2 separate regions of the Zea mays genome follow, and region 2 is linked to region 1. The links are chromatin contacts, called in public Hi-C maps. All regions are on one chromosome and are shown on one strand. The core of a region is the stretch at or near the end of the contact, and the rest is flanking DNA. Distances in the headings are between cores, read along the strand shown.

The links. Hi-C and Micro-C count contacts between places; a contact is called where the count stands out from the background.
Region 2: a contact with region 1 is called in a Hi-C map of leaf, with 2.4 times the contacts expected there. The contact joins the promoter of LOC100384325 here to the promoter of LOC103639629 in region 1. A contact is called at or near these places in 8 of 25 Hi-C or Micro-C datasets (bundle sheath, ear, leaf and 1 more).

Annotation. Positions count from the first base shown.
Region 1 is chr9:161,778,332-161,781,300 of Zm-B73-REFERENCE-NAM-5.0, forward strand. LOC103639629 (probable helicase CHR10) reads right to left here and starts at 1,552. Exons shown (of 18, transcript XM_020544007.3): 1 at 1,482-1,552; 2 at 869-1,386; 3 at 233-754; 4 at 138-145. The coding sequence starts at 422.
Region 2 is chr9:162,038,247-162,041,215 of Zm-B73-REFERENCE-NAM-5.0, forward strand. It overlaps LOC100384325, which reads right to left and starts at 1,462. Exons shown (of 10, transcript NM_001176878.1): 1 at 1,344-1,462; 2 at 1,070-1,265; 3 at 303-383; 4 at 98-149. The coding sequence starts at 1,421.

The DNA.
Region 1 (2,969 bases), core at 302-2,801:
TGGCGAAAGGCCAGTATATTCGCGGGAGGGGGTTTCAGTTGCGGACATCCCGAGTCCGGCAGTGGTGTGGTAGTAGGGGGGGGGGGGGGGGGGGGGGGGGGGGGGGGGGGGGGGGGGGGGGGCGGATGAAAGCTCACCTCATCACCTGCGAGCGAACGGAATAGACATAGAATGAGAAGCCAGCGCTGTAGGCTAGCAATGGGAAGGAGATGGGGGAATTTTGAGAACGTACCGAGTACGACGTTGACGCCGAGGCGATAGCGGCGGATGAGCCAGGCGACGCCATGGAGCTGGTGCGGCTTGAGGTCGGCCGTGACGCCGAGGTCCGGGAGGCGGATTCCTTTGTCCTGGGCGTCGGCGGAGAGGACAAGGTCGGCTGCCGCGAGCAGGCGGCGCTCGTAGGAGGTTGCAGTCGCAGCCATGGGGGGACTGTGGCTGTGGGAGGGAGGAGACTTTTGCGATTATGAAACGCCGCGGATGTGGCTTCGACGAAATGGAGGTGTTGGCGAGGGTTTCGACGATATGAAAAACCAGGGGAAAGACTCCACTCTGAAATAGACTGACAATCGATATTAATCGTTGAGAGAACGAATAACTATCCTCCGTCCGCGCGCTGTTGTCTTCTCCCATCTCCTTCCCTTCTCCAGCTTGACTTCGCTCTCGCCACCGTACTGAAACCCCAAGGAGCCGACCTTCAGTTCCGGCGCTTCAAACACGACCTGAATCCATTTACTGTCCAGCACATTCAGCTTACCTGCACGCCCAGCATAGAAAGAACACATCGAAAAACCGATCAGATTACACAGTTGTTGAATGGATGTGCAGCATGTGCCCAAGAAACCGGCTCCATGGAAAATGTCTGGCCTACCTTTCAATGACACTGCGCCCTCTAGGCCAAAGACGGAGAACGACACCTTGTTCCTGACCACGTCAGGCGCTTCCACCGCCTGGACCATCTCGTCGGTTTTGAATACCAGGCGGCCAAGGGCGTCCGGTAGAGCCCGCCCGGCGAGGTTGGCACCGAGCAGTACACAACCTCCCATTCTTTTGGCAGTACGAATAACCATCCTCCGTCCGCCCGGCGGGGACTTGACGGGGTCATCTATGCAGTACTTCCCCAGCTGCAGCGCGACCTCAGCCACTTCCTGGTGCCCATCTTTTGGCAGCAGCACTTCTCGGTCAATTCCCTTCACCTGTCGATCGGCACAATATGTATGTATGTAAACAGCGTCTGAAGAAACCAAGATTCACGCAACAAACGAACTAAGCGAGGTAGCAGAACCAAAGCAGAAACCATGAATCCGGGAATGGGGCAGGAAGCAACAAGCTACTGACGCTAGGTACCAGCAGGGCCTCGGTACGAAGCTTGCGTCCGGCGCTGAGGTTCTGCAGATTCCCAACAGCAGGTAAATGGAGAATGAAGAAGAGATCTCGGATGGAAGGAAGAGAGGGGAACAGGGAGGGAAAAACCACTCCTATACCAGGCAAGGAGATCTCCCAGGCAAGAGGCAAGATCGGCGAGAGAGAGAAGGGAAGGAGACGGCAGAAGACAACGGCGCGCGGACGGAGGATGGTTATTCGTTCTCTCAACGGCTAGTATCGATTGTCAGTCTATTTCAGAGTGGAGTCTTTCCCCTGGTTTTTCATATCGTCGAAACCCTCGCCAACGCCTCCGTTTCGTCGAAGTCACATCTACGGCGTTTCATAATGGCAAAAGTCTCAGGAGGGAGGGGGTCGAGCGGGAGCTGATTTCCTGCTGGGCATAGTCGCATAGACTTCCTGGGTCGCAGTCTCGCACAGACGTGGGAAGCAGTTGGTGGGCCCTACAAGTCCACGTGGGTAGATATCACAGGGCTGATATCGTTTTTAATGTTCGAAAAATGATTTGGAATTTTCAAAAATTCTAGAAAAAATCGTAGATATGATTTGGCATCTAATGAATTCAAAAAACATATTTACAACTTTTGAAAATATTTTAAGTACCTCAAATAAATAGATTTTAAATTTTTAAAAGTAGAAAAATATTTAGAAAAAATATGAAAATTTACCGAAAACTTTTAAAAGATATATTAACATAGATATATTAACATGTTTCAAACACTTCTTACACTAAGAAACACTATGCAATAGCAAGAATGCAACAAACAAGGCACTTCTAGAGATCACGCCAACATAGAACAAATAACTCTCTATTGTTTTAATAAAGGGAAAAGAAAAGCGAAGAAAGTAAAGAGTAACACCTAAATTTTGAGTATATAGTAAATAAAGTTTTATACCCTAAAATTAAGGGTGTTACACGAGGAGGTGGACTGGAGCTATCATAAGAAAGAGTGGTGATGATCGTTGCTCCGCTCACCAGGCGAAGCCCGGCGCTGCCACGTATCATGCGACACATAGTGTGAACCACCGGGGAAACCGATACCGACCTCCGGAGTATAACGCGCCTCACCATTAACTACGGACAAGACATATACATGCCCACTCTAGCGGTCGGCGATACGACCGAAGTACACGGACCACACAGTGTCTCGTGTGTTACCGAGGCGGGACCTTTGACTCTCTGCACCGTGTGGGCTGCTGCCATCATGGCCCCACTGTAGTGAGCGAGGTACCAAGGCGAAGGCTGACAGGTGGAGAAGACATGACGACATCGCCTGAGCATCCCTACACACGGTAGCACTTCAGCCTACGCCGCAACCTACTTCTACGCTCTGCCCCGATTAGACGAGTCAAGAGCACGGTGGGCAGTAGCACTTCAACCTACGTCGCAACTTATTCTTGCGCTCTGGCTTGATTATACGAGGCAAGGGCACGGTAGTCCAGGAGATCTACACGAAGACCAGAAGAAGATCTGTTCCCCACGAACATCTGACTGATGCGATCACGTGCGTCCGAGAGGCCGATAGACTCACGCTCGGTGCGTGACAAACCATCGCAGGAAAGAGTCCGCCCCTTACACTGCAAAAACA
Region 2 (2,969 bases), core at 212-2,711, 260 kb after region 1:
ATCAATTAATAAGATATAATTGTTTAACAAATACACAAACATTCTTACAAAAACCTTTATTTTGTTGTGAGGAATCAACGTTTTTTCTAATACTCACAGAACAGCTGCAAAGTATAGCTTCATTGTCTCCTTCCAAGATGGCAAGCGCTCTACAGATAGGCAGAGAAAGAAGCAGATGTTCAAAGCATAAAATGGAATCTGATCATATGCATGATGTCCATAGACAATTAGATGATCCAGGAGGAGTGGAGAACAGTTAGAAAACTTATCTATTGCTAAGAGATGGTAAAGCGGATAAGTACCTTCAGAAGGCCACTGGTTTACATCGTTATGCATATCACCATCATCAAGAGGCCCAATGTAAAAACTCTCCTTAAGGTCTCCTATAATATATCATATTTGAGAAAGCAGCAGGAGATTAAACAGTCTCTATTTTTTAATGAGACATGTTGTTAGCAGAAGATCTGCTTCTGTTTCAATAAGGAAAGCAAACAAAATTACAAGGAATTCAGTATAGGAATATTACAAGGAGGAGACAAAAGCTCAAAAAAAATATCCCGACAGATTCCACTATATTATTGCAAGGACCAGAAGAAATGGTACAGAAGTGTGGTTGTACCTTCAAACAACAAGAGATAACAATGTGCAGAATGGGTTCTTCAGTATTTGTCTATTCTTTATGGACTTGTCCTCAACCCACTGCACCTAGTTTCTAGATTCATCACAGTCTAATCAGATAGCTGAAGCAATGTAAGATTGACTAAACGAAAATTCCTTCACGCTTCTGCCTATCACCAGGGAAAAGTGTCCTATTAAACGTTTCTGCCTATCACCAGGGCTAAATGAAAACTCCTTGACCCTTCCTCTGCCTAAATTCCTTATCCCACTACACGTTTTGTTGTGACAGAAACAAAAACAATGCTATTACAGTATTATTATGATTCAGTTCAGTTTTAGCTATGGCAGCAGCCAGTGATTCATTCTATAGAAGAAGAAAAAAAAAGTTGTGCGAGACACTCCATTGGACTCCAGTGCAGAGGAGCAGCAGGTGCGGGCAGAGATATCGGACCTACGAACTGGGAAGAGGCGTCGAGCTTCTCGGCGTAGGGCGGCGTGTAACCCCGGTGGTTTGCGCCCCTGAGCAGCGCCATCTTATCCTCCATAGGCAGGTCGAAGAACCTCTTGCTCTCCGCGAACACCGCCTCGAGCAGGCCGCGGTCCACTCCGTGGTTGGTCACGTAGAAGAACCCGTGCTCCACGCACGCCTGCGCAACCAAATAAGCTCGCAGTCTCATTCTTTCTGGGTGTTGTTTTTCAGGAGCCTGGGGATCGAGTGGAGTCACCTGTCGGATGGATTCAGCGGCGGCGCGGAGGTCCGGCAACGCGAGGTCCACCACGGGAAGGTGCAGGCTCCCCGCCATCTCCGGCTTGGCTGAAGCTTGGAGCGGAAGCCGCCGGTGAATTGCTGGCGTGTGGCGTGGCTGCCGGCTTTCATGTATGATTAAAAGATTTTTCTAATGTGAACTCTGTTAGATTCCTAATCCCCCATAATATTGATTAATACTAGAAGGTCTATCTATATGGAAAGGCAAAAAAATAGTTATATATACATATATAGCAAAAAAATATATTAAATACTTTTATTTTCATTAAAAAATTGTACTTCAAACATCTCTTCCATCTTCGTTTTGTTAGGTTATCTTTTATAAGAGTCACTACCATCCGCAAATACCATAGAAAAAAATTAATTTTAAACATAAGTTTTAGTTTCCAAAGCAAAACATTGCGATTTGGAGTGGAGTCGTGCATTAAAATAAGGTACATCGACTGGACAGAGAAAAGGAGTTGGGATAGCTGTTTTTTATAGTATTATATTTTTAAAGCAACATAATTCTGCTTTTTTAAATGAGTAGAATAGACGGGTCTTTTATAGTTGTTTAAGAAGAGACAATAAAATATACATAGTTTTTTTTTCCCGAGCAACGCTTCAACTAAACAGATCTTAAAGCAAGTGAGGCCCTGTTTGGGAACACAGTTTTTCCAAACTGCAATTTTTCAAATACTAAAGTATACTTTAGTCATGACATTACTACAGTTTATAATGCTTCAGTTTTCGAATACAACAGTATCCAATATATCAAGGTGTTTGGCAAAAACTTTGGTTGAGACCAATCAGCCAGAGCGGGACCCAGCTGGCGCTCTCTTTACAGAGAAAAACTTTGGCTGAGACCAAAGTTTCAAAAACAGCAAAACAAGTGCAGTATTTACAATACTACAGTTTAGTATACAGAGATTTCAGATGAGTTGTCAAACACCTCAAAGTATATAATATCATAGTATTGCTCAATACTACAATATTGCTTCAATACTGCAGAAAAACTTTGTTCTCAAACACCCCCTGAACCTTCACCGACCATCGGGAAAGAGCATATAAAGCTATCCTGATCCCGCATGGATGCGGATTGTTGTTATGTTACCAGAGATGGAGGGAGGTGCCAATCCAACTATAAAATGGGCTGGGCTGCAAGAGTATGGTTCGTCTGGAGGACATATTGCCTCGTCTCATCGGCGCGCAGCCTATGAACGCGTTTCGTTGTTGGTTGTCTGTCGTGCTTGCATCGCGGGATGTAATGAGCTGGTGTTTGGTTGTTGTCAACCAGACTCTACGCGTACGAGATGTGTGTTTAGTTACATGCGTACAGATATGGAGTCAGGCTCGCACGATACTTAAAGCACCCTAGGTCAGGCTCTACAGGCGTGAGCAAATTGTTCGCATCTCTGGAGCCTGCAGGCTCCCGCCGACCTGGCTCATACAGCCGGACTACCGGGAGAAGCCAACCAAAAATATGATTAGTTATTATTATCATGTAACTAAATGAACCACGTAAGGAATATATATATTGCTCCCGTTTTTTTTCTCCTTCTCACTCAAAGCATCTAGCATCAAACCATACGACTTTTGACAACAA